Linked DNA regions of Mus musculus: region 1 is linked to region 2. The links are chromatin contacts, called in public Hi-C maps. All regions are on one chromosome and are shown on one strand. Each heading gives the region's core, a stretch centred on a gene start, on an enhancer-like site or on the middle of the called end of the contact. The rest is flanking DNA. Distances are from core to core; before and after follow the strand shown.

Evidence for each region. A called contact is a pair of places that touch in the nucleus more often than the background predicts.
Region 1: a contact with region 2 is called in a Hi-C map of cortical neurons, with 1.6 times the contacts expected there. The contact joins two enhancer-like sites. A contact is called at or near these places in 2 of 15 datasets of contacts at CTCF or cohesin (the NIH/3T3 cell line and large pre-B cells) and 3 of 484 Hi-C or Micro-C datasets (cerebral cortex and cortical neurons).

The regions. Positions count from the first base shown.
Region 1 is chr8:68,684,507-68,691,307 of GRCm38.p6, reverse strand. The region is part of intron 1 of Csgalnact1 (chondroitin sulfate N-acetylgalactosaminyltransferase 1); the gene reads left to right. Among named protein-coding and RNA genes, the nearest start is that of Csgalnact1, 47 kb to the left of the region's middle. Within about 2 kb of position 3,342, at least 20 of the 459 cell types and tissues checked have an H3K27ac peak or open chromatin away from gene starts, as enhancers often do. A contact at or near this core is called in cortical neurons, where this site is marked.
Region 2 is chr8:68,482,660-68,489,321 of GRCm38.p6, reverse strand. The region is part of intron 3 of Csgalnact1 (chondroitin sulfate N-acetylgalactosaminyltransferase 1); the gene reads left to right. Among named protein-coding and RNA genes, the nearest start is that of 1700125H03Rik, 120 kb to the right of the region's middle. Within about 2 kb of position 5,116, at least 12 of the 459 cell types and tissues checked have an H3K27ac peak or open chromatin away from gene starts, as enhancers often do. A contact at or near this core is called in cortical neurons, where this site is marked.

The DNA.
Region 1 (6,801 bases), core at 2,093-4,592, 200 kb before region 2:
CCATGAGGAGAAGAGAAGAAGGCGAAGGAGGAAGGGGAAGACGCCATGGGTTAGGGGGTCAAGAAAGTATGGTCCCAAGGGCTGGCCAGTTGAAGTTAAGAGCATCCCAGATGGGCGGTTATCACATAGAAGAATTCGAATTGCTACATTCTTATCTCCTTGTACTAAGCTCAAGTCTAAGTGGATCAAGGAGGAAAACATAAAACCAGAGACACTAAAACTTATAGAAGAGAAAGTGGGCAAAAGCCTCAAAGATATGGGCACAGGGGAAAAATTCCTGAACAGAACACCAATGGCTTGTGCTGTAAGATCGAGAATCGACAAATGGGACCTCATAAAATTGCAAAGCTTAGGTAAGGCAAAAGACACTGTCAATAAGACAAAAAGACCACCAACAGATGGGGAAAGGATATTTACAAATCCTAAGTCAGATAGGGGACTAATATCCAATATATATAAAGAACTCAAGAAGATGGACTCCAGAAAATCAAATAACCCCATTAAAAAATGGGGCTCAGAGCTAAACAAAGAATCCTCAACTGAGGAATACCGAATGGCTGAGAAGCACCTGAAGAAATGTTCAGCATCCTTAATCATCAGGGAAATGCAAATCAAAACATCCCTGAGATTTTACCTCACACCAGTCAAAATGGCTAAGATAAAAAACTGAGGTGTCAGCAGATGCTGGCGAGGATGTGGAGAAAGAGGAACACTCCTCCATTGCTGGTGGGATTGCAAGCTTGTACAACCACTCTGGAAATCAGTCTGGCAGTTTCTCAGAAAATTGGATAGTACTACTGAGGGATTCAGCAATACCTCTCTTGGGCATATATCCAGATGTTCCAACTGGTAATAAGAACACATGCTCCACTATGTTCATAGCAGCCTTATTTATAGTAGCCAGAAGCTGGAAAAAACCCAGATGTCCCTCAACAGAAGAATAGATACAGAAAATGTGGTACATTTACACAATGGAGTACTACTCAGCTATTAAAAACAATGAATTTATGAAATTCTTAGGCAAATGGATAGATCTGGAGGGCATCATCCTGAGTGAGGTAACCCACAAAAGAACTCACATGATATGCATTCACTGATAAGTGGATATTAGCCCAGAAACTTAGAATACCCAAGATAAAATTTCCAAAACACATGAAACTCAAGAAGAAGGAATACCAAACTGTGGATACTTTGTCCCTCCTTAAAATGGGGAACAAAATACCCATGTAAGGAGTTACAGAGAGAAAGTTTGGAGATGAGACAGAAGGAAGGACCATGCAGAGACTGCCCCACATGGAGATCCATCCCATAATGAGCCACCAAACGCAGACACAATTCCATATGCCAGCAAGATTTTGCTGATAGGACCCTGATATAGCTGACTCTTGTGAGGCTATACCAGTGCCTGGAAAATACAGAAGTGGATGCTCACAGTCATCTATTGGATGGAACACATAGCACCCAATGGAAGATGTAGAAAAAGTACCCAAGGAGCTGAAGGGGTCTGTAACCTTATAGGAGGAACAGCAATATGAACTAACCAGTACCCCCTGAGCTCATGTCTCTAGCTGCATATGTATCATAAGATTGCCTAGTCGGCCATCATTGGCAGGAGAGGCCCTTGGTCTTACAAAGATAATTTGCCCCAATACAGGGGAATACCAGGGCCAGGAAGCGGGAGGGGGTGGGTTGGAGAGCAGGGTGGGTGGGGGGAGGGTATAAGGGACTTTTGGGATAGCATTTGAATAGTAAATGAAGAAAATATCTAATAAAAATTGCTTAAAAAAAACCCCAAATTGGCCCATGTTAAAAGAAAGAAAGAAAGGGAGAAAGAAAGAAAGAAAGCATCCCAGATGAAATGTAGTAAGTAGTAACTCAGAGTTATTGATAGGAAATAGACTTTAATAGCATAGAGGGTCGATGCTTGCCCAGCTCTAGTGCTGATTATGGCTTATTGTAATATAAAGGTTGTGTGTGTGTCTTTTATCCAGGAACCAAACCATCAAAGGCAGGGTAGAAACCCTGGATTAGAATCAAAAATTTCTGGCTGGTGAGCCTCCTATCTCTGCTTCCCTAGCTATAGGATTATAAATGTTCACTGATGCACGTGGCTTTGTACACAGATCTGGGCATCTGAGCTCAGAGCCTTATGCTTGTGTCCCAAGTACTTTATCCACTGAGCCCTCTCCCAGATGGGTACTCTTTAAGATGGCTTTTGATATTTGTAGATAAGCAGGATGGTTGCTGGTTGAGAGACGGGTAAAACAATAAAGAGAAACTTTAACTTACATTTGGAGATGTGGACAGAAAGAGCTGGAAAGGGCTTCCTCCCCAGCTTCACAGTGAGCAAAGCTGGGCAAACAGTGAGCTGACTATTCATGAGGCTGACAATTTTGCCTCAAGTATAATAGAGGGCAGGTCTCAGCATTAACTTGCCCCCTGCTCCTTGGCAACCTCACAGGATTACAGAATTCTGAATGTCCTCTCCACAGAGAAATAATAAATGTACAAAAAGACAAATGACCAGCTTAACCTCAAATTTGCAAATTTGAGAACTCGAGGTTTAGAGAGAGATGCTGTCTCAAAAATTGAAGCGAATAGTTGCTTACTATTCACCTCTGGCTTATACACATGCATACATACATGTGTGTGAGGACCTGTGCAGGCATGTGCACATGTGCATGCACACACATAATATAAACTTACAATTGTTTGCATCTATCCAAACATCACACTACAACAAATACAACCTTTAGGCATGGCGCCCCTTGTGTAAGTAGAGAATGCATGAAGAAGCATGAGTTTTGGTCTTGGACTTGTGAGTTTTGATCCTAACTTCAACACCGTGTGCTCTGTCCTTGTGCTCATAGCTTGCTCCCTGTCCTGGGGGCTAGTACCTCCATCAGGGTTCAGAGACAAGGTTTTGGGAAAGTGAGTCTCATGATAGCATCTGGGAGATCAATGACACTATACATGGTTAATTTATCCTTTTCTAGATTGAGGAATATTATATCTCACAGCAAGGAACAAGAGAGTAATGCCTGTGGCCATGGCAGTGTGTTAGCCTGGCCTCCAAGCACTCAGTGTGGTCCACACAGAATCAGCCCCAAGAAGCCTGCCAGGACCCTGCAATCAGCCATTTAATCTGCAGGGTGGTAGGCAGTATTTTTTCTTCCATGTTCATTCTTTTTATAGCTTATGACACATTCAGCAATTAAGATTCTGAAAAAATATGAATTTTTAAGTGTGCTAGTATTGCTGATTTGGGGTTTATGCTGTAAAAGCTTCCAGATAAGGTTTAGCTTTATTTGGCAGTGTTCATTTCTTTAAATAGAAGCCACAGCACACACCACTTCTTGTCAATCAGCACACAGGATCCAATCTACTGGATTTCATCACAGTAGCCATCTCTTGTGCAATTTATTACTGAGTTGCTTAGAATTCTTTCTCTACTTCTTCTCTGACACACCTTTGTGAAAGAGAGAAATATCTATGACTGCTATAAAATTGATTGATAAACACATTTGGGTAAAAATATGAGTTTCCAAAAACAGTTCCCACCTCTTTTTTTATTCCCTGGAATACAACTCAGCTGTGTTACCAGATGACAATTTACCTCGTATTGGGATTAGACTAAATGTGAGGACTGTCAGCTATCCTTTACAGGGCTATAAGAACCTAAAGTTCGGTTAGCTTCTGGGACATGTTTATGCTATAAAACAGACATTAAGAAGGAAAAGGACTACATAAAGTCTGGTCTCAACCTATTGGACACTGGCAGTTGCTGAAAGAAGCAGAGGCTACAGAGCCAGTTTTCCTTAAAGTCCTCTGGGACTAAGACGATATTTCTCTCTATCTATTATAATAACTACTATTTCCAGGAACCATATTCTACCTGAGAGCATAGAAACAGAATAAGGGAGGGATCTATGCATTGGGCAACCTGGAAAGCATTTAACAGCACTCCAGTTGGTTCTCCAGTATTAATAAAACAGAACAAAGTCTGAGGATGAGTTCAGGAGAATTGCTTCTCAAACTGGCAAACTGCACTGTGAAGAAGTAATTATAGGCCTCCTACCCGATTTAACACATTTTACAAGAAATGTTAAATGAAGCATCTCCCTCCTTCAAAACATGCTCTCTCTTCTTGGATATTTTTTTCCTACAGAAAAGCACAGAGAGAAAGACAACAGGCACTCACCTCCCCCTTCCTGAACTTAATAAATACTTGTGTTAAGTCCTTTCTGCTTCAGATTATTTTAAAACAAAAGGAATAAAATATCCCAGATAACCGGACTGTTTGCTCTCCCTCCTTCCTCTGGAGAAGTCTTGGTGGTAAACTTGGTGTGTTTCCTGTCTCCAAGTACATAATCCTTAAACTGATCCTTGTCTTTTAAGGGACCCATCCTTCTTAGAGATGCTCTTACTGCCTCATGGTAAGTGCTATAAAGCAAACCAGAGGTTAGGCTGCCACAGCCTTACTGAATGGTAATTATTTCCTAGTACATGGACTATAAACTCTGCCCAGTCCCTAGATATAGTCAAGCTGTGTTAATTTTCAATTATGCATTTTATAGAATGACAGAGACAATTACATTAATTTATAGCTTTCTCTGAGGTTTTTAATATTTTAAGCCAGAAGTCACAGATCATTTCCAGGGACATAGCTTAAGCTGGTTAATTAGGAACTTTTCCTAGAAGTATTCCTTAAGGAGGAAGAATCAAAGCTATGGGGACTTGGTAGCTTGTCTCCTTGCAAGCTGTGATGTGAGAATGGGACAAACCAGCAATTGAATCACTTATGGACCTAACCAAGCCATGACCATATGTTTTGCTCTGTTGCTGGCTTGAATGAATATTCTCAAAGGAGTCTTTGGAAAATGGAAGGTCTTTACTCTGAGTTACCACAGGCTATCCCTGAGCTTTTATGGACTGACACCTATGCTAAACATTCTAAATACATAAGTAACCTGAAGACTCCTCCATGTAAAAGCCCTCCAGATACTTCAGAATATTCCAAGTCAGGTTGAGCTTTGAAAGTCCAAGGTTCTCTTAGTGAGAGCTCCAAGACCCCATCAGAAAGCTGTGCTTTGAGCATCCAGCCCCCCTGGTCTCCTTTCTGCTTCATGAGTTCAGCAGGTGTTTCCCAGCTACAAGGTCACTTGAGCTTTGCATGCTGTAGAACACACATGCCTGTGTACATATGCATGCAGGCGCACATGCACACACACACACACACACACGTAAAGATCTTGACAGGCAATATTGAATAATTCTACTATTGAGAAGATAAATAAACAGGGGCCAAGGCCATGATCAGTTCAGTTCAGGGTGTGGAGTATTTGAGAGGGACAGTAGGGAAGTTTCTGAGATGTAGTTGGAACCAGGAGATTCTGGTGTCCTATAGCAAGGGAGAAAGGATGTGAGGTTAGAAATATAGGGAGGTGGGGAGATTTGGGAAGATTTAGGGGCAGTGAAGGAATACAATCCAAATATATTGTATGAAGGAGGTAAAATAAGAAATGTCTGTAATTAAAATGATTAAATAAATAAATCCAAGTGTGCTGGCATGTACTACATACACACACATGCACTTTCTTACCCATTCAAAACAAAACAATAACCAACAAGACAAAAAAAAAACCAAACCATGACAATAACAAAAATAATTCGTTCTCTAATGTAGTGATTCTGGGTATATCAACCACACTCCAGGGTAGGCCCCATGCTCAGGAGTAGTTGACCAACACAAAACATAGACTCCATGCTTTAAGGGGGTTGTGATTATGATTTTTAGGGTTTGGTTTGTTTGTTTGCTTGTTTTTAGTGGGTTCTGGAGATGGAGTGCAGATCTCCACATCTTCAAGGCAAGTGTTTTACTAACTGAGCCATCCATCTCTCCAGCTCCCATTTGCTTGTTAATTTTCTGTTCTCATCTTACCAGCCTGAGCCCCTTGAAAGCAAGACCTTGCTCCTTATCACTGGATTTAGGATGGTTTAGCTTGACAGCTACAGTCATCTGCCACAAAAATGATCTGTGAGAGAATGACTGTGTATGATGACGGTCACATATAATTCTGTCACTGATAATGTTGTAGTTGTCTTAGTTTATCCAAGTACACACTATGGTGTTTGTTTCTACAAGAATAAAATCATCCTGTAAGGCATTTCTGGATTGTATCCCTTGATAAGGGAACCATGATTATACAAGTACACATTTCTTATATAAGAATGATTAATAACATCAAGATTCTTTGATGGTCACTGAGACGAAGCTTAAGTCCTTTTCCAGAGACTTAAAGATGAAATTAACTTCTTTCCTTAAAAATGTACCTACTTGTATACAAACTTTTAACTAAAACACAAGCCAGCATCTCAATGAATTCAGCTCTCACTCTGTTTCCTTAACTTGCCACCAGTACTAAAAAAATGTTGAAAATAGGGCCAAGCAGATGTCAGTAAAGTGAGGTGCAGCCATGAAGCCTGAGTTTGGATTCTTTTTTTATTTTATTTTATTTTTTTATTTTTATGTTCTTTTTTTAATTGGGTATTTATTTCATTTACATTTCTAAAGCTATCCCAAAAGTCCCCCACACGCTCCCCCACCCACTCCCACTTCTTGGCCCTGTCGTTCCCCTGTACTGTGGCATAAAAGTTTGCACGACCAATGGGCCTCTCTTTCCACTGATGGCCAACTAAGCCATCTTCTGATTCATATGCAGTTAGAGACACGAGCTCGGGGTGGGGGGGTGCAGGGGGGTGTACTGGTTAGTTCATATTGTTGTTCCACCTATAGGATTG
Region 2 (6,662 bases), core at 3,867-6,366:
CTAATGCCTCCCACCCCACTCTTCTCTTCAAATTACCTTAAGGCATTGTTATTCCTTGACTTTCTCATACAAATTTTAGGATAATCTTGTTTATACTTGTGAAACAGTCTTGCTCAGGTTTTTACAGGAGTTTTATTAAATCTGTATACCCAGGAGGGGAGAATTTTTATATTCCCTATATCGACACTTTTAATTCATGAATATATCTTCCATAAGCTTATTTATATACATCATTGAATCATTTCATCAACTTTTTGTGTTTTCAGCACATATATCATATGTTTTGAAGGTAATTGTGCCATTGTATTTTAATGTCTCATGTATTTATCAGTAGTACATGGAAGTATAATTGGGTAATTCCCTTTGTTTAAGTTCAGAGAAAACTAAGGTAGAGTTATATCTCACCTACCTCTACCCCTCCTTAGTATACAGCCTCCACACTACAACACTGCAGGCCAGAAGTTAATAAACCTACACAGATCATTATAATTATCCAAATTAGCACATTTATATTGCAATTGATTTTTGGATATTGTTTCTTTTGGCTCTTCTGACATCACCTATTTGTTCTTGGAAAATTATATCATCTACAAATACTGACACTTTAATTTGTTCACTTCTATTTTGCATATGTTTCATTTCCTTTCTTTGCTATTTTTTAACCAGTCAGATCATCTTCTACAGCTAGTAGGAGTTAGAAAAATGTATATTTTTGTTCGATTCCTAATCTCATGAGAAAGGCATTCAGTATTTCAGCATCAATATAAGTAATATTAGTTGTAGGGGTTTTGTAGGTGTTTGTTCAAATTAAGATTTCAAATCCTGTATTCTTGTTTATCTGAGGGTTTCAAACACAAGTGGGCATTATGAGTTTTATGACATTTATTCTTTTTTTAAGTGAGACCATGTGATAGTGCATCTGCAGCTTGTTATCACTGAAAGCTACAGTGAGAGGTTAAATGTCAGAGTTCACTGTCTTATTGTTGTATGTAAGTAGAGCATAGTTTTTGTCTATTATAACCCAATGTTCTACTTTTCAACTGTGAATGGGCCCATCGACTAGGATTTAAGTTATTTCAAAGGTGTAACATTGTGCTGTTAGTATAGATGGTTATTTAACAGAGAGAATAGTTTTAAAAAGGAGAACATGTATATTTGTTACATGCATTGCTTTTAATCAGGAGTCTTCAGCTGATGAATCATACATTCAAGGAGATCATTTCACTCTTAAGCAGTTAACTCTCTCTCTATGGCTCAACTCTCACTCCATGGCTCACTGATGCCATTGGGCAGAATTTGCAGGTTATTACGTTATCCCAGGCCATTGGGTTTGAATGTGTTTTAACTGGCAACTTCTTTAATGAACGAATCCTCTAAGGTGCTGGAAGAACATTTCTCTTCTCCCTCCCCCTCTACTCTTCTTCCTTCTCTTCCTCCTCCTCCCCTTCCTCCTCTCTTGAAAGCCTCTAGAGAGCTAAGAAACTTCACAAGTTATTCCATAAAATTAAACATGAGAGACAATGACTTTTTAAAGTTATTTTTTGGTACAATCCACAAGCCAGTAATAGCCTTGAGGGCTATAATTTGGAAATATGTTAAAACCTTAAAATGTATGATAAACATATCTTTTTGCCCATTCCTTCCTGAAGCACAGATGGTGTGAGCCTTTGCTGTGTTCCATGCGATGGCTCCTCTAGTTCTAATTTCCAATTCTATTTCCCCACTGACTTAAAACCAAGCAGCACCTTTATACTGTGTCAGAGGCTTCTGCAGTTTTCTGAGTATTGACTACTTCTGGGGGCAATAGTGAGACATGCAACAGAAACCCACAACATATCACTGTACTTACCAGAACTGTTCAGATTACAGCTTCTCCTTGTTTGGTCTGCACAGAAGAAAACAGCATCCAGTATAGAAGCATTCTAAGAAACTGCATATGATTATTGTTTGAATCTCTGGGGCATTCTCATGCTCCCTTTAATTGTCATTCCCTGAGCATTTTTGACATTGTGAAAAGAGTTTGGGTCACTTGGGGCTTTTTCATTTCAGATTCAATTTTCTGTTCCTTCTGCTTTTAGACTTTCCAAGAAATAGCTTTTGGTGCATTTCATTTAATTTTCCCCAGACCTTGGTTTAATGGCTTCTGTGGGGTCATCGTGGTGTGTTGTTGTCCTTGTTTTGACATCACCGTCCACAGCAATGGGAGGGGCAGGTGCTTGATCCTCAAGAAACTTTCTTCTTCATTATACTCCCAGGGAGCTTAGTGCTAAATCCAATTATCTGCTGTTTGCAATGTTTATTCTTTTTCTTAAATCACTGGGTATGATGCCTTCTCGGGGTCAGTTTTTAAAATATGAATTTTTATTTTTAATTAAGTTTATGGGTTTGGAGAGTAGGTGCATACAAGCACAGGCATGTACAGGTCCAGAGGCACACATCTGGTCTTCATGGATCTGGAGTTATAATTGATTCTGAGTCATTGAACATGGTTGCTGGAAGCCCAACTGAGGTCCTCTGCAAGAACAGTACATGCTTTTTAACCAGTGAACCCTCTCTCCAACCCCTTCAGTGTTATTTATTTATTTGAAAAGAAGACCACGTGTTTACATCTGGGCACCTAGAGCAATGGAGTTGGTATCCATCACAGCAAAAGAGGACTTAGGAAACTTGGCAAGGCTACATACATTTTGCTAGCATACTTAAAATTTTCTTTTCATGCCCTCATAGTTTTGAACGGCTTATCATTTTGGCCCTTTGAAGATGTTTTACCTAACCTTTCCTTATCATGAATCCAGTTCCTTTCCCCAATTAGATGGTGCCTTCTTACAGGAAAGGATCTTTGCAGCTCCAAAGCAGGGAGAATTATTATATTGTGGATATTTGACAAATTGAAGCCGAGCATAAGTCTACTGTGCATGCTCCAAATGAACAAGATCCACTCCTTGTACTCCAAGACCTCCTTCTCTTTTATAAGGATAGAAAGTGCAAGAGAGTGTGTTGAAGTTAGAGTGTAGTTCAGAAGAAGTGGGTTTACCTAGGCTGTGGTGGCTCTGGGATCATTCCCCAGAAACACAAACAGCAGAAACAGCAACGAAAATATAAACATATATGATATGAGTCATGAATAAGATAAAAATCACAGTACTTTATGACTAAGTAGGATATAAATAGAGCAAATGTTTATAAATACCTTGGTATTTAATGTAATAAAGGATAGGGTGAGGATTCAGAGGAGAAAATGTTAAAAGTGAAGAAAAAAAAAGAGTACTTAAGGCAAACATTACAACATGATCACAGAAATGGCTAAGTACCATGGGGTGACTGACAGGAACCCATGTTCAGGTCAGATATAGTTTAGATAGACACTATATCTATATAATAGCTCATCTATGTGAATACTCTCCTGTTACTCACATGGTTCAGATGCTAGGCATGCAAGGTGACACCTCATTTCCTATGCCATCTTTCCTAGGGTTTGAGACGGAACCCTTTGGCTCTGGGTTCCTACTGATGGCTGGGATATGGTAGGAAATAGGACTGGGCGGTGAAGGAAAGGCCAAGTTGGAAGGAGTTTGGTTGTCAGCAGGAGGGGTTTCCAGTTACTTGTTTTTCTGAAAATTCATCATTGAAGTTGTAACTCAGAAAAACAAAGGCAGAAGTAAGGAACATAAGAAGTGGGAAGGCCAGTCGTCAGAACATACAGCAGAGAAATGTCTAAGGAGATAGATAGGAAAGAGACAGAAGATAATAGGCCTTCGTGGTATGGAAATTATTTTTATACCATTCTTATATGTTCTAATTCCCAGCAATCTTCAACTGTTGTTTATTATTCCTAAGGGAGGATGGATTCTCCCACCATAAAGCAGCTATGTCTGGTTCAACACAAGTTTATTTTAAACTCTACATCGCAACAATACTCTGATTGTAACCATTTCATATTTCAAAAAGATGGAAAGGAGAGAAGCAGCAACACAAAAGACCCATGCCTTCTGACAAACTGAAGATGACAAACTAGTATAGAAGTCCCAACACACAACAGTCCTGATACACTATGAATGTCAGGACCATCTTTCCAAAAAGAAAAAGAAAAGCTCTAGTGGGTTATGGGAAGTTGGAAGATTCAGAAGGATTCTGTCTTCTACATACATCCAGGAGCCTGTGTGTACAAAAGGAAGTGAAAAGGAGGCAGAATAAACCTGATTATTTTCTGATGGAAAGTCATGAAGCCCATCACTGGACTCTGACTGGCATAACAGTGTCAGGATCTGACAGGAAGGTAGCAGTGGATTACAGCGAGTACATAAAACAGGATAGGATCAGTGGTCTGCTCCATGCCTACAGCGTGTGAGGACCAAGCTCAATTCACATGTGGAAGATCAAGTTCTTTTCCTTCAGAGAATTCAGAGATCACATAACATTTCACCTTGGTAAGATGTGATGAGGAGAGACAGCTGAGACTCTCTTGGATGCGTGAGATCCCGCCTTCATTTAATTTGTATTGAGAGGCTGAGAGTAGAAAAGGGTGGCACTGGCCAATGTGATTTAGTTGTTAAGTGGTAGCTGGCCAGAATGTGACATAGATATTTGATTGAACTGTAGGCTTTGACATTGTTTTTCCAAATAAAAGAACATTTATACATACATGTAAGGGTCCACTCAAAGCTGTCCCAGTTACTGCCAAACTGAGTTTTCAACCTCCTGTCTGGGAGTTTCTTCATCCATCCAGAGACAACTGGTGAGCATAGCACGCCTTTTCCATTTGGCCCAGATTTGCTTTTAAATTAAGTGCAGAAGCAGTGAAAATTCTAGCAGATGGATTAATTAGCTAATTGTTTTATAATAATCTAGAAGGCGTGTGCTTTGGGGTTTAAGCCTTTCCATCTCTAAGATAAGGATGCTGGCTACTTGCCTCCTTTTCTGGAATGTCGTGATGAGCTAGTGAGTAGTCTCATCTGCGAGGGGATTTGAGCTCTCTGAAATGAGTCTAAGGTCTTTATTCTTTTTAATTTATCATTGCAGTTTTCTGTAATAGGACGTGACAGCTTTGTCAGTACCCATGACTCACATTCTTAGGCACTCCTGCTGCCGTTTGGGCTTAGAGAATAGCTGGTAATCTGTTGTGTGATGGGCTTTGCTCTGGGGAGTGGCAGAGAACATGGCTGAGGCTCAGCAACATTATTCTAGAAGCAGCAGCTCTCCAATTTTAGGATGCAGTAAAATGTTGAACACCATCTCCCCCTCATTGCATGTGGCTTCTTCCCAGTTACTCTTTTCTCATTAGAATATCTTTGAAGTGAGATGTGAAGTCTTACCAACTTTGTGGGTAATTGATTTTTCTCTGCTTTGCTTCTTGGAAGCAATGTTTATTTATCATCATTTATAATTTATAAGTGCAGAGAGCAAATCCTAAGTACAAACTCTACTACTTTTCTACAATAATTAATAAGACAGCTTATAGATACTTCGAAACCATACGTATCTATAGTCAGGGGAGGGTTAGTGAACAAACATTTTTTTACAGTATGATCTTTTTTGTCCATTTCTATTCTTGACACTTATAAATGATAAAATGGTTGCAGAAATGATTAAGTGTTAAGTGCTCAAACATTTTACAGTTTATCTTTGTATGTATGTATGTATATATGTATGTATGTATGTATGTATGTATGTATGTATGTATGTGTAGACATTTGCATTTCTCTGTATAAATGTGGATGTACATATAGGGGTAAAAGGAAAACCTAGGATATTGGTCCTTGCCTTTCACCTTATTTAAGATGTGTTCTCAAGTTCTAAATCACTGTGTATACCAGCCTAGCTAGCTAGCTGGTTTCTGGGAATTCCATCCCTTCCACCACTTCCTTCTTACATTAGGAGTATTAAGATCACAGGTACCTACAACTATATCCTGCTTTGTGTGAGTTCTGGGATCTGAACTGAGATCTTTAGCTGCTGCCCAACAAGTGATTTACCTACTGAGTCCTCTTCCCTGCCTCCCTAGGAGCAGAAGGTGACAGATCCTACCCACCCGCACCAATTTTGAGCAAGACATGGGGAGCTGTGGGGAGAGTTGATATTTTGCAAAGACCATGTTCCACAGACTTCCTACCTATACCAGTGTGGCAGACATCTGCCTGTTCCATGGTCTTTTTTATTTTTTTCCTTGCTACTCTTCCCTCCCCCACCCCTGACTATCTCTCACACATACATATACTTGGAGCTAAACTACTTCAAAATATTTTCATATTCATTGTCTTTGTTTCCTTCACATACTCTACCTCAGCTCCAGCCCCTTCTATACTCTTTCCCAGCCATATTGGACAGCTCAGTTGTATCCTTTCTATGAGTGTATTGTTAAAATTTTCATTTTTAATACTTTCGATTAAGGATGACAAGCCCATAGACTCACCCTTCATCTTAAGAAATAAATTCTTAATAACAAGTGTTCTCTGATATAGTTTTCAAAGAGTCTACTCCTTTCCCCGGAAACATTCTACTTCATTCCTATCAAAGGACAAGTACAGTCCTAAGCTAGAGAGCTCTCTGTGGACATAAAGACTCATTATATTTCTCTTCCACATATGATGAGGTCTGTCCATTCCTACCAGTCAAATACATTAGAAATACACCACCCTGAATATGTGGGATTATTACATGTAGCA